3 separate regions of the Pan troglodytes genome follow, and all the other regions are linked to region 1. A link is a contact called in public HiChIP or PLAC-seq data. All regions are on one chromosome and are shown on one strand. The core of a region is the stretch at or near the end of the contact, and the rest is flanking DNA. Distances in the headings are between cores, read along the strand shown.

Region 1 (4,615 bases), core at 880-3,379:
GTGCTGTTTCTTCTGGGTACACTGGTCATCGCCATGTCCTTGCAGCTGGACCGCAGGGGCATGTGGAACATGCTGGGGCCCTGCCTCTTTGCCTTCGTGATCATGGCCTCCATGTGGGTAAGGAGCCGGGCTGGCTGGCACTGCTGCCCAGGTGCTCGGAGAAGAGAGCCTGGCCCCTTGCTCTAGCCACGTTCCTGGTCCTGCTCCAATCAGTGAATGCCCATATCTGCTGGGGGTTGCCATGGCACCCACAGAGGCCCAGCATGGCTGTGTCCCTGAGGCCTGGGCCTGAGGACCAGTGGCCTTGTGCCCTTGAGCCCCCTCGAAGCAGCCCACCCTTGTCGTTCTGCTGCCCAGACCTGGGCAGGCCCCCAGTAACCACTGTATCTGGGCCCTGGGAGCTGCAGCCGCGGCCCCACCTGCACTGATACCTGCGTGGCTGTTTTCTCCAGGCTTACCGCTGCGGGCACCGGCGCCAGTGCTACCCCACCTCGTGGCAGCGCTGGGCCTTCTACCTCCTGCCCGGCGTCTCCATGGCCTCTGTGGGCATCGCCATCTACACCTCCATGATGACTAGCGACAACTACTACTACACCCACAGCATCTGGCACATCCTGCTGGCCGGGAGCGCAGCCTTGCTGCTGCCGCCACCTGACCAGCCCGCCGAGCCCTGGGCCTGCTCGCAGAAATTCCCCTGCCACTATCAGATCTGCAAGAATGATCGGGAGGAACTGTACGCAGTGACGTGACACTGGCCTGGGGACAGCTGCTGCTCTGATGACCTCTTCAGCCAGGAGCTGTATCGCGGGGGAGGCGCCTGGTCCAGCCCCGGACAGATTGATTTCCAGCTGAATAAATTGGCCTAGACACCCTCTTACTTCCTCCTACTGAGGAGAGGGCCACCCCTCCCTCACACGCACCTCTCCTCGCCAGCTGCCTGCTCGCCGCTGAGATCCCTCTGCAGATCCCAGCTGCTGTCTGCAGTGGCCCCTGGGGCCTGGGCTTGGTTACTTGGAGACCACAGGTGCCTGTGCGAGGGTGGGGCTGTGTGCTCTGCTGGCCTGTGGGTGGCTAGAGATGGGGAGAAGGACTCTCTATGGTCCTGTTCCCTGGCGAGGCTGTGGTGAGACCCATGGCGCCCAGGAGCCCTGAGCCCACCACTGGGGCCGGGAGCTGTGGACTCCGAGACCCCTGCTCCTGGCCCCTGTGTGGCCCTGATGCCAGCCTGCCTGGGGCATGGAGGATCCCCCTCTGCTGCTGTGGTCACCATAGGGACGGGAGACGGAGGTTTCCTCCAGAGCTGATGGGCACTGGGGATGCAGGCTCCCGCCCCGCCCCTCCCTTTTTCCTGGCTCTGGAGCCTTGGGTCCCTGAGAAGAGCTTCCTTGGACTGGGGTGCTCTGCTGCTCTGGGGGTTTGGTCCAGAAGGAACCCCTACCCAGCCCTGTCCACCCACCCCAGCGTTCCTGGGCCCCCCTCTGGGAGCTTCCTCTTGGTCCCAGGAGCTGCGGTGGTGTCTGCCCCCTGCACTGGGCTCTGTGCCCTGTGGGTGTTCAGGAGACTGGACTGTCTCTGCTCCTCATGCAAACCTTGTGGGGGAAGCAATGACCAGGAGCAGCACCTGGCCCCTCCCTGAGGCCTGTGAGTGTCTCGGATCCGCCCTGGAGAAGTGAATGGCTGAGACCCGGGTGGGGCCCTCCTACCCTTGGCTCTGGGGGCTTCCCTTCTGGGTCTTGTCCGGGATATGGCCTTCCTGAAGGTCTTACCTCCCCCAGCCGCCCTGCACTTGACCACCAAAGCAATCTCTAAGCTTATAAAGGAGAAACATGTATATATGGGGTTTTTTGGAGTAAAGGAAAATTCTAAGATATTAAGACATTTTTATGTAGATCTGATTTATCTGTGTTTGGTGAATTTAATATTCTACAGTGATTTTTCAAACTAAACGAGTTTTTACAGTTTTTCTGTGCTCCTTCCCGGGTAGGGTAAGTGGGGCCCGGGAGAACAAGCACCGCCCCGCCCGTGCCGCCCTTCGCGGAAACGCCGGGGCCGCACATAGCCAACGGTGCCTTGAGCTGCTGCTGCTGTCTGTGGGGTGTTTTTAACGGTCCCTAAAGACGGAAGCGGGGCGGGACGAGGGGGTAGACGGATGGCTTTTACAGCCAGTCAGCGGTGGGAGGAGGGCCAGGCGCGGCAGATCGGCTTCCGGTTCCGGTGGGCTCTGAACCCTGAAAGGTGGGCGCGGGCAGGTGGGGTGTGGGGGGGCGCCGGGGCAGAAGGGGAGGGGCAGGTGGGTGCGGGACACAGGCCGGAGTGAGAACCAGGGGCCGGGGTAGGGGGTAGGAGGTGAGAGCCCGGGGGCCGGGGTAGGGGGTGAGAGCCAGGGTAGGGGGTAGGAGGTGAGAGCCGGGGGCAGGGGTAGCGGGTGAGAGCCGGGGGCCGGGGTAGTGGGTGAGAGCCGGGGGCCGGGGTAGGGGGTGAGAGCCGGGGTAGGGGGTAGGAGGTGAGAGCCGGGGGCCGGGATAGTGGGTGAGAGCCGGGGGCCGGGGTAGGGGGTGAGAGCCGGGGTAGGGGGTAGGAGGTGAGAGCCGGGGGCCGGGGTAGCGGGTGAGAGCCGGGGTAGGGGGTAGGAGGTGAGAGCCGGGGGCAGGGGTAGCGGGTGAGAGCCGGGGTAGGAGGTGAGAGCCGGGGGCCGGGGTAGTGGGTGAGAGCCGGGGGCCGGGGTAGTGGGTGAGAGCCGGGGTGGGGGTAGGAGGTGAGAGCCAGGGGCAGGGGTAGCGGGTGAGAGCCGGGGGCCGGGGTAGTGGGTGAGAGCCAGGGTAGGGGGTAGGAGGTGAGAGCCGGGGGCCGGGGTAGTGGGTGAGAGCCGGGGGCCGGGGTAGGGGGTGAGAGCCGGGGGCCGGGCCAGGCTGCGACTGACTGCGAGCCCCCACCTCCCGCCAGGCTCGCGATGCCTCTACACAAGTATCCCGTGTGGCTCTGGAAGCGGCTGCAGCTGCGGGAGGGCATCTGTTCCCGCCTGCCCGGCCACTACCTGCGCTCCCTGGAGGAGGAGCGGACGCCCGCTCCCGTGCACTATAGGCCTCATGGGGCCAAGTTCAAGATCAACCCCAAGAACGGGCAGCGGGAGCGTGTGGAGGACGTGCCCATTCCCATCTACTTTCCCCCCGAATCCCAGCGGGGGTTGTGGGGCGGCGAGGGCTGGATCCTGGGCCAAATATACGCCAACAACGACAAGGTGGGTCGGCAGGCGGGCTTCGGGGCTCCTCTCAGGGCTTGGCTGTGCCGGCTCTGTGCCAGACGCCCGGGGTACCTGGAGAGACCTGGGTGGGCCCTGGGGATTACAGCCTGGAGGAGACACAGCTCCGGCAAAGGAGCACGCTGAGTGAAGAACCGCAGTTCTGGCAAACAGGACTGATAAAGTAGGGGTGAGGTGGGGTGACTCAGGCCGGGGGAGCAACCAGAGGCCGTGGGGAGTCGGGGTAAAGTTAGGATGGGGAGGAGGCCTGTGTGATGAGCAGAGCAGGTGGGGGAGGCGAGCAGAACTTCGAGGCTGCTTGTGGTGGACTTCCTGGCGGGACTGCTGAAGCCTCTGGGGAGACTTGTGTCACCTCCAGGTTGGAATGTGACAACCTGTAAACTGTGGGGTCGCACATGTTTCTGAAACACATGCAGCAACCATGTGACCAGGGCGGGAACGCCCAGCTTGTTGGGGAGCAGCTGACTTCTGGGTACACAGCCAGGACCCGGGTCGGGCTGGGGCGGCACCGGGCTGGGGGCCGGCCCAGTTAGCTCTAGGTCCCCAGTCTGACAGCAGTGGTTCTGTGATGGAGCCTCCGGGGGGGAGGTGAGGGCAGTTGCCCTGGGCCCCCCTTGGTCTGTAAGAGAAAGCAGCAGTACTCATGGAGGCTCTGTTGCACCCTCAGCTCTCCAAGAGGCTGAAGAAAGTGTGGAAGCCACAGCTGTTTGAGCGAGAGCTCTACAGTGAGATCCTGGACAAGAAGTTCACAGTGACTGTGACCATGCGGACCCTGGATCTCATCGATGAGGCTTACGGGCTCGACTTTTACATCCTCAAGGCAAGCGGGGTGGGGCGAGTCCGTGCACAGCGGGGTCTGCGATGGGCCAGTCAGACTCACGGGAGCCCCAGGTCAGCATCACACCGGGGCGCGCTGACATCTGCACAGGAGGGTCACTGGGAAAGCGTGAGTGGGGCCATGCCCCTTTCTGGCTGGCACCAGTGGGGTTTCCTGCCTTCAGGAGAGGCTGTCGCTCTGTGGGTGGCTGACTTGCCCGTGGGGCCTGACCGAGCACAGCCGCCCCTTTCCCTGCACTTGGACTTGCTTCTGTCCTGATCCCACCCCCCAGGCTGGGGTGCTGAGGCGGCCCCACCCGGGCCTTCTCTGTCCTGTCCTGGGACCACCAGCGGCTAGAGAGGAGCCAGGTGGGTTGGCTGGAAGGGTAGGCGGGGCCCTGCCACCAGCACCTGGCCCCATGTGAGCCTTCTGCCAGACCCCGAAGGAGGACCTGTGCTCCAAGTTTGGGATGGACCTGAAGCGAGGGATGCTGCTGCGGCTTGCCCGGCAGGACCCCCAGCTGCACCCCGAGGACCCCG
Region 2 (4,615 bases), core at 1,197-3,696, 340 kb after region 1:
ACAGTTGATCCAATAGGAGAGTGAGGGCTGACAGCACCCAGGTGACAAGGGGATGGGAGCCCCTACAGGTGTACCATCCATAACTAGGGAGGCCACTTCCAGACACACTGGAAATTCCCGACAGTGTCCCCAAGTGAAGATACCCAGCAGCTCGGATGGGGTGATGCCGATGGAAGAGCAGAATGTTGGGGATGGCCGAGGCAGGAGTCCCAGGCACAGAACGACCCGCACTGTCTGTGACAGGGAGCTCATCACTCTTGTGACAGGGAGCTCATCACTTCAGTGGTGCTGTACTCATGCAGAGCTGAGAGCTGTTTCCAGGTGGTGCCTGGTGACAGTGCCAAGAAGGGCACTAGCCCCAGGAAGGGCTATAATGAAGGGAATGTTGTTCCACTTACCAGCTGATGTGCTGAATGCCCCCTTCACGCTCCTGCTTGAGCTGCACGTATCTCTGGATGGCCTTCTTCAGGTCCAGGACTGTGGCACTCTGCACTACAACCACGGCTGCAACCACGGACACAGATGGGAGAAGATCCATGGTGAGAACCCAAAGCCACAGCCTCCGATGGCAGGAAAGGAACCAACACCTCTGTGCACAGGGCAGGTTTGTGGTTGTCCCAGTACCCCTGGGCATGGCCTGTGAGTTTCTGAGCAGGCTGACCAGCACTGTTACATCTTCCTGCTGTGAAAGCCTGGACCACATAACCTGAAGGGAGGAGGGCAGCACTTACGCATTACTTCTCCATCCATCTTGCACACTCGGACCGTCATTGCCTGGCCGTATTCTAGGGCTATTTGGGAGTTGACTTCTTCCAAAGTAACCTACAAAAGAGCAAGGGCAGAAGTGGGAAACCTGGCTCTCCTTACCACCTTGAGCAACAACAAAGAACAAGCCGATAGTGGCCAAAAAGTGGTGCTCCATTTTACGAAGGGCAAGGAAGGGTGGTTGCCTGTATGTTACGGTTTCCCAATTCATCAGAGCCCCAATCTCATGCTCCACTCACATTTTAATGTCCATAGTGGACAGAGTCTCTGGGGGAAAGAGGTGCTAAGAAACAGGCAAGAGAATAAACTCACATGAGGACCTGCCCCCAGGGGTGGGTAGGGGCCTGTCAGTTCACCCTGAGTATATCCCTGATCATCAGGACCCAGGCCAGGGCTCGGGACTGAGTAAGGCAGGTGTGCAAAATTTACCGGGGCAGCAAAAAACGGTAATAACAATAAATATTTTAATACAACATTTAAGAAATACAAGGCAATTAAAATATCCATGATGAGCAAAATATAAAACATTTAAAATTGGCCGGGCGTGGTGGCTCACGCCTGTAATCCCAGCACTTTGGGAGGCCGAGGCAGGCGGATCATGAGGTCAGGAGATCAAGACCATCCTGGCCCAACATGGTGAAACCCCGTCTCTACTAAAATACAAAAAATTAGCCGGGCGTTGTGGCGCGTGCCTGTAGTGAACCCGGGAGGGGGAGGTTGCAGTGAGTCGAGATCGCACCACTACACTCCAGCCTGGAAACAGATCAAGACTCAGTCTCAAATAAATAAATAAAAAGACAGTATCGTCCCAAAGCATGATACTGACGCTTTGACACATGATTGACGCTTGAGGCAAATGGAACAATCAGTACTACTAATCTTGCTCTTATTTAAAACTAAGCTTTTTCGTTTACTGTAGGCTCTTTTTTTGCATCAACTTTGACTTTTAAAGGTATTACAGGCCGGGGGGTGGCTCACACCTATAATCCCAGCATTTTGGGAGGCCGAGGCAGGAGGATCGCCTGAGCCCAGGAGTTTCAGATCAGCCTGGGCAACATAGTGAGACTCCCTCTGTACAAAAAATTTAAAAATTAGCCGGGTGTGGTAGCGCGCACCTGGGGTCCCAATTACTCGGGAGGCTGAGGTAGGAGGACAAAACTGCACTCCAGCCTGGGCAACACAGCAAGACCCTGTCCCCCGAGCCCCCTAAATACAATTACATTAAAATGTCATTTAATGTCACTCACTAATGAGGTTTTTGGTTCCTCTTTAAGCTTCGCGCCCCAGGCGAGTGCGCCCGGCCAAGGTTAAAACCCTCGTTTACGCCCTGAGGCGCCTTCCCCAGCCTTGGGCCGCAGCCTCCCACCAGCACCTTCGGAGGCTGCCGGCGCCCGGATGCCCGGCCCCCCGGGGAACGACTCCCGCGCCCCCAGCCCCCGCCCGCACGCACCTGGATCGGCAGATCGCAGAGCAGCGGGTCCTGCACCACCATAGCCAGACCCTCCTGGAACACGTCCATGGCCTCGGAGTGCGGCAGCGCCTCTTCTTCGTCCTCATCTTCCTCTTGCGCCTCGGGCCCACCCGCGGCCTCCGTCTCCTCCAGGGCCGCACCTCTCAGCCGGGCTCTGCCCGCACTGCCAGCCCGCACTAGGGAGGCCAAGCGCGCACGCGCAGGAACTGCGGCCCGCCCCAGCGAGGCCGCCCAGCCATTGGCGCGCCGGGGGGTGGGGCGGCTGCAGTGACCAATGACAAGTGCGAGACAGCCGGCAGCAGTGCTGGGAGCGCGGAATCGCCCTGTCTATTGGTTGGTAGGTGTGGCGGGAAGGCTGCCAGGACCAATGTGAGCTCGAGGCGGGCGGCGCATCGGCGCTGAGCGGCAGTGGGAGCTGCCGGGAGTTGGAGCCTGCGGAGTTCGAGACCATGCTGCTGTTCTGCCCCGGCTGCGGGAACGGGCTGATCGTGGAGGAGGGACAACGCTGCCACCGCTTCGCCTGCAACACGTGTCCCTACGTGCACAACATCACCCGCAAGGTGGGACCCGAAGGCCGGCGCTGGGCCGCGGGCGACTCTCGCAGGCCTTCCGCTTCCTCCGACTGCTGCTCCATCGCCGCCAGCCCCGGCGTCTGCCTCTGTCCGCTCTTTCTCGCGCCCCTTTCTGGTCTGCAGCAGATCTGTGGGCTCTACTTTCCAATACACTCAGAAAGCCCCACCGTTTCCCACCTCCTTGGGTTCCTGCTCCCACGCTTGCGCCCTTCTCTGCGTTCACAGCGGCGGCCACGGTGATTTCCTTAAAGCTGAGGCACACAGGTCCGTGCTGTGCGCAGAAACCTTCGGCTCTTCTCCAGCTCACGCAGACGAGAAGCCGGAGTTCTCCCAGGGCCTACCAGGTTCCGACACTGACCCCCTCCCCTGCGTGCGTCTCCGATTTCAAGTCCTAATGCGCTTCCTGTCGCCCTTTGCCGCATCAACACCGCCTCCTGGACGATCTCTCATCGTGCACATGGTGCTAGCAGGGCCTTTGCACTTGGTGTTGCTCAGTTCGCTCTTGCCCTCGATCGCCACCTTACTCATTGGTCTTGTCTTTACCGTATTTTAAATTTCAGCCCCTCCTTCCAATTTATCCTCCTTCCCTTTGTAATTGTTTCCATAGGGCTTATTACCTCCTAATATATTATGTAATGTATTGTGTGCTTTCTTTATTTTATTTATTTTATTTATTTATTTAATTTTTTTTTTGAGACGGAGTCCCGCTCTGTCGCCCAGGCTGGAGTGCAGTGGCGCGATCTCGGCTCACTGCAAGCTCTGCCTCCCGGGTTCACGCCATTCTCCTGCCTCAGCCTCCCAATTAGCTGGGCCTACAGGCGCCCGCCACCACGCCCGGCTGATTTTTTTGTATTTTTAGTAGAGACGGGGTTTCACCGTGTCTTAGCCAGGACGGTCTCCTGACCTCGTGATCCGCCTGCCTCGGCCTCCCAAAGTGCTGGGATTACAGGCGTGAGCCACCGCGCCCGGCCTTTTTTTTTTTTTTTTTTTTTTTTTTTTTTTGGAGACAGAGTCTCGCTCTGTTTCCCAGGCTGGAGGGCAATGGCGTAATCTCGGCTCACTGCAACCTCTGCCTCCCGGGTTCAAGCAATTCTTCTGCCTCGGCTTCCCGAGTAGCTGGGATTACAGGCGCCTGCCACCATCCCCGGCTAATTTTTGTATTTTTAGTAAAGACGGGGTTTCACCGCGCTGGCCAGGCTGGTCTCGAACTCCCGACCTCAGGTGATCCGCTTGCCTTGGCCTCCCAAAGTGCTGGGATTACAGGCGTGAGCCACCACGCCTGGCCAGAATACCTTTACTTTTTAGCAGTTAGAATATGTTGGTGCTACGTCAGTCTTAATGTTTGCATGCTACTCCAGTTTGTACTGTGTTGTGGGAGTTTGGAGTTTGAAACTATGGGAAGAGTGAACTCTTTTTTTTTTTTGAGATGGAGTCTTGCTCTGTCGCCCAGGCTGGAGTGCGGTGGTGCCAACAACGCTCACTGCAAGCTCCGCCTCCCAGGTTCACACCATTCTCCTGCCTCAGCCTCCTGAGTAGCTAGGACTACAGGCGCCCGCCAACACGCCGGGCTAATTTTTTGTATTTTTAGTAGAGACGGGGTTTCACCGTGTTAGCCAGGATGGTCTCGATCTCTTGACCTCGTGATCCGCCCGCCTCGGCCTCCCAGAGTGCTGGGATTACAGGTGTCAGCCACCACGCCCAGCCGAGTGAACTCTTATGTAATCCTGAAATTTAAGGTTTGGCAGCCCAAGTTTGCGCTATTCAGTTACTTGGAGTCTGAAGTGTTGTTTTTGTTAGGTAACAAATC
Region 3 (4,615 bases), core at 674-3,173, 320 kb after region 1:
CTGGGGATTTGCCTGCAGAGGCAGACTGGGGCATGCTCCCCACTGAAGGTGACTCCTGGGTGCGGGGGGTTTCAGCTCTGAGCCAGCTGTGGTTGGTGCTCCTGGCAGCTGGCGATGAGTGTCTGGGTCTTGGAGCGGGTCTAGGTGGGGTCTGACAGAGTCCGCTGCAGGAGGAGACCTGCTGACACCAGATGCCCAGCTGTGGCATGCTTTGGAGGCAAGCCCAGTCCCCAGCTTTCCAGAGAGGACACCACTTCTGGCCCTGCCAGCCTAGTCTGGGCATCCAGGCCCGATAGGGCTTGCTTATCCCCGGCAGGGTCAATAATGCTAAGCATGGAGACTGTCCTGTCTCTGGCTGTGAGCCTGGCATGGGAGGGGTGGCACGTGCAGGCTACAGGAGCACTGAGTGTTGGCACCGGGGCAGGCTCCCTCTCACCCGGTGTCCGTGATGCACTGGCAGTCATCCCCTGGTGGAGTTACCCTCCACTCCCTCCAAAGCTTCCATTGTCTCCTTCTACATGAGAATTGTGTTGATATTGCCTGTGTTCAGAGAGCACCCACTATGTGCAGGCACCGCCCTATCCCGTGGCATGGACAAGGATATGGGCAGGGGAATCTTGCCCAGGCTCTGGGATCTACCGGTAAGTGTACCAGCACCTTTAGTTCAAATTAGCTCCTTGTGTAGCCAAGGAGCAGGCCATTGTCTGCGTTGGGCCCTCAGTGCAACAGCTCAGTTTGGAGAGGGCTGGTGCCACCCAGACCCAGAGGATGGCACTGAAGCAGCAGCACCTTGTGACCAGCACAGGGCCTGAAGACACATTTGTCCGAGGCCTGGGGGGGCACCCTGTAGAGGGGTCCTTAGGGACCCATGGGACGAAGGGATCCCTGCACCCTCTATCCAGAGGAAGCCTTGGCCACCCACCACTCAGAGCTCCTGGACAGCCCTGCCCGTACTCTGCTGTTGGCACCCCTGTCCCCGACCCTGGGAGGGTCAGCCCACCCAGTGTCAGGAGAGAAACGCTGGGAAACTCTCACCAGCAGCCCCAGCGGAAAGCAGAGTGCCATTTTGAGTCCAGCCCAGATTGTGCAGGGATATGAGCCCACCCCGGGGTGGCCGCTGAGCTCTGAGACAGTGAGAAGAGCCCAGAGTGGACACCAGACACTGCGCTGCCTCTGCTGAGTGGCTTCAGGTGGGGCCGGTGCAGCCTGGCCTGAGTGCCTGCTGGTGGAGCAGGGCTTCTGGGGGTAGGGGCACAGGGCAGGGGGAGGGGTAATGACTGCGGTCCTGAACTGAGTGTGTGCATCAGTGTGTACACGTGTGTGTGTGCACGCGTATGTACCCATGAAAGATGTGCATGAGTAGGTGGGTGCATGTGAGCACGTGCATGTGTAGGCGAATGAACGCATGAAGTGGAAGGATGTGGGGACGCCTGTGTATGATTGTGAGTGATCGGTGCCCATGAATGTGTGTGAGGGAATGTGAGTGCTTAGTGGGATTGGGTGAGTGTGGGATACAGGACTTGTCAGTGTGGGCCTCTGGAGGAGGTCGGGTTTAGGGGAGCCAGGGATACACACCCATCCTCCACCCTTTACCCTGTGCCTGCTCTCCCTCCTCACTACCCCTCTTCTCAGCACAAATCAGGGCAGGACAGGTCAAGCCTCAATGTGGAGCCAGGGAGAGGCGGAGCCGCCCAGCGCTGATACTGCCATCCGCTCCCACCAGGTCCTCCGTCGGGCCGAGGCGCTGGAGACCCCAGCCCCAGGTGTCCCCGCGGGCGGACACTGGAGAGCAGGGAGCCCAGCGGCCTTCCGGGAGGAGGTGACTTGGGCCGGGCAGGCGGGCGGCGCGCATTCCTGAGCTCTGAGTCAGCGCGACCGCCCCGCTCCGGCCGGGCCCGCCCCCGGCGCGCACGCCCCTCGCTCCTTGGCATTCCCGGGCGGGCCGGACCGGCGGGCGGGCGGGGACTCGGCGCGGGCGCCCTCCCGGCCAGCGGCGGCAGCCCCTCCTCCCCGGCGCCCTCAGGACCCCCCAGAGACCCCCGGCGGCGGCAGTGAGTGAGCGCGGCCGGGAGCGCAGGGCTCCGGGGGCGGGCGGGTTCCGGGGCTGCGTCCCCGGAGCGCGGGGCGAGTCCTCAGCACCCCGTGGCCGGAGCTGCTCAGAGCGGCCGGGGCCGTGTCGGGGCCGGGGCCGGGGCTGGGGCCGGGGCTGGGGAGGGATCGCGGCGAGGCCCCGCTGGGGCGGCCGGGCTTTTCTTCCTGGAGTTTCCCGAGTCGCCCGCGGAGGCGGCCCAGCCCCGGATTCCTAGCCCGGCGCGCCGCAAAAATAGCCCGTGGCCGGATTAGCAGTCCCAGCGGCCTGGCCGGGCCGGACAGCTCGGCTCCAGCCCCCGCCCAGCAGCTGAGGGTCCCAGGAGCGGGAGTCTAGAGTCCGGGGGTGCCCCAGGTCCCTCTAAACTCCCCCCACTGCATTTTCCTTCCCGGCCACGACCGGTGGGTGGTGTCTCCGAGTTGAAACTCCAGCTCTGGGCGGGATGGTCCCTGTCCCAGCTGCCCTCACCGATGGGAATAGCAGGAGCCGTGGAGCTGGGGGTGGGGGACTGACTCCGCCTTCTGCCCCACGACACTGACTCCCCCATCTGTAAACATCGAAGCTCCAGGGTGGGCTGGGAGCGACTCCCGAAGACAGACTCTCACTCTGTGCGCAGAGGCCAACGGGGACAGGCCTTCTCCCAGCTGGGGTGACAGCCAGACCCCAGATGCTCAGGGCATTGGCAGAGGGCCTGGTTGTCTGTCATGCTGGGGGCATGTTTGTGGGGCTGGGTGGGGAATGGGCAGGGGATCTTCCCTGGCCCCCCAAGGCCTGCTTCCAACCCAGGCGGTCCTGACCAGAGTTTCTTCTGTGTGTGCCGCTTGAGATGGTGAATGTGTGTGTCTGTCCCGGTGGGTGGGGCCTAGGTCTGGAGGCCCTTCTATCCTGGGAACTCCCACCCGCCAACGGGACTTCCAGTTGGAGACCGGGAGAAGATTCAAGGATGAAACTGGCTCTTCAGGTTTGACCCAGCTAGATGCCTGGCCAGTCCCAGGCTGGGTTCTCCCCACCCCTGTGGAGCTAACCCCAACCTCCTAGCCCCCACCCCAAGGGTGGGCAGAAGCTGGGGACCAAGCAGCTGGCTGGGGCTCAAGGGGTCCCTGAGGCGGAGCCCCCTGCCACCAGGGGTCATTCTGGGCAAGCCGGGCCCCTTTTCCTGAGAATGGGGCAGGGGCAAATGGAGTGCGTGGGAGTCTGGTGGTGCCAGATTGAAGGGGCCTCAGACCCTTTCCCAGCCCTTCCAAGTAGCTTTCACTGGCTGGGTGGCCTCCGTTGCACAAGCAGGCCCCTCAACCAGCACCCCTCATGAGCTGGCCGGTCCCCACCTTGGGGAGCTGACTTTCTAGGGGGCGCTCTTGGTTTAGGGGGAGTTGCCCAGGTCTTCCCTGCCTTTCAGGGACCATCAGGCCCTCCCCTAGGATCTTCCCAGCTACAGTCCCTGCCCAGGGCACCCCCAGTTGCTCTTGGCTGTGAGGGCCTCCGCCACACCGGCTCCAGTTCCCCCACCACACCGGCTCCAGTTCCCCCACCTCAGTGTCTGTGCCAGGATCACATTTTGCCCAATGATTGGATTCCTTGGCTTCTGCCTTTTTTTCTGAGTTGGACGATTTTGGGGGTGGGTCCTTCCTTCTTCAACTGAGATGCCCCTGATGGAGCAGGTGGCAAGCGGTCTTAGAAGGGTCTGACAGCCGTCCACAGCCACAAGGCTCAAGAACCCAGGTGCTCTGCCTTGTCTTCTGGGGGTCTGCAGACAGGGTCCCTTCTACCGCAGCTCCTGGGCAGACCTGGCCCAAGGCTTTGAGCTCCCTTATAGGCTCTGGGACCTTAGGCAGTGATGGGCTTCTCTGAGCCTCAGTTTCCTTATCTGTAAGATGGATACAGAGGACCCCTCCCAGGGGTTAGACAGACCAGTGTGATCAGTCAGGATCTGGTTTGAGGAAGCTGAGCCAGGCTGCTGAGGACCGAAGCCATTTCTGCTCTGACTTGGTTTCCCTCCTGTGGCCTCTCCAGTCCTATCCTGCTTCTGGTGGGTCCTGGGAGGGGCTTGCAGGGTTGCTGAGCCCAAGGGTGCCTGGGCACCTGGGTGCATGTGTGTAGGGCCAGTCAGGGACACCTCTGGAGGGCTCTGACTGGTGACTGGGCTGCCCATCTGTCCTCTGGCCAGACGTGTGCACGGGATGTGGGCCTCTCCCACCTCCAGCCTGGGGAGGGTGTTTTCACATAACTCCTGAGACCCAGCTAGACTCCAGACTGGGGACTAGCAGTGACCAGCTTACCAGGCAGTTTACACCCAGAATCTAGTGTAGCTAAGTCCTTGCTGCCATCCCCTTTCTGACTGTGTGGCCTGGACAGGTGCCCTGAGCTGCACTTGGTGTCCCCTGATTCCTGGTTGTGTCTGCCATGTCAGCCCCTGTCAGACCCAACTGAGTCAGGGGTTTAGCTCTGGTGACCCCTGTGCCACATTTGCCAGCTGAGCCTTGGGGCAGTGCCTCCCCCCTCCGCCAAGTGCTGGCCCCTTTGTGCACG

Evidence for each region. HiChIP or PLAC-seq counts read pairs in DNA pulled down with a chosen protein or histone mark.
Region 2: a contact with region 1 is called in an H3K4me3 HiChIP or PLAC-seq map of stem cell-derived excitatory neurons, with 2.3 times the contacts expected there. The contact joins the promoter of SNRNP25 here to the promoter of MRPL28 in region 1. A contact is called at or near these places in 1 of 7 Hi-C or Micro-C datasets (induced pluripotent stem cells) and 1 of 1 datasets of contacts at active chromatin or transcription factors (stem cell-derived excitatory neurons).
Region 3: an H3K4me3 HiChIP or PLAC-seq map of stem cell-derived excitatory neurons shows a contact between it and region 1, with 9 times the contacts expected there. The contact joins the promoter of RHBDF1 here to the promoter of MRPL28 in region 1. A contact is called at or near these places in 2 of 7 Hi-C or Micro-C datasets (induced pluripotent stem cells and stem cell-derived neural progenitor cells) and 1 of 1 datasets of contacts at active chromatin or transcription factors (stem cell-derived excitatory neurons).

Annotation. Positions count from the first base shown.
Region 1 is chr18:2,715,665-2,720,279 of NHGRI_mPanTro3-v2.0_pri, reverse strand. It overlaps MRPL28 (mitochondrial ribosomal protein L28), which reads left to right and starts at 2,129. Exons shown (of 6, transcript XM_016929003.3): 1 at 2,129-2,235; 2 at 2,944-3,238; 3 at 3,927-4,079; 4 at 4,513-4,615. The coding sequence starts at 2,150. It overlaps PGAP6 (post-GPI attachment to proteins 6), which reads left to right. Exons shown (of 15, transcript XM_063796371.1): 14 at 1-117; 15 at 453-1,874. The coding sequence ends at 749.
Region 2 is chr18:2,372,504-2,377,118 of NHGRI_mPanTro3-v2.0_pri, reverse strand. SNRNP25 (small nuclear ribonucleoprotein U11/U12 subunit 25) reads right to left here and starts at 2,446. Exons shown (of 5, transcript XM_054668089.2): 1 at 2,216-2,446; 2 at 732-822; 3 at 399-504. The coding sequence starts at 2,284. POLR3K (RNA polymerase III subunit K) reads left to right here and starts at 2,586. Exons shown (of 3, transcript XM_054668090.2): 1 at 2,586-2,796; 2 at 4,606-4,615. The coding sequence starts at 2,686.
Region 3 is chr18:2,390,760-2,395,374 of NHGRI_mPanTro3-v2.0_pri, reverse strand. RHBDF1 (rhomboid 5 homolog 1) reads left to right here and starts at 1,923. Exons shown (of 18, transcript XM_054668081.2): 1 at 1,923-2,051.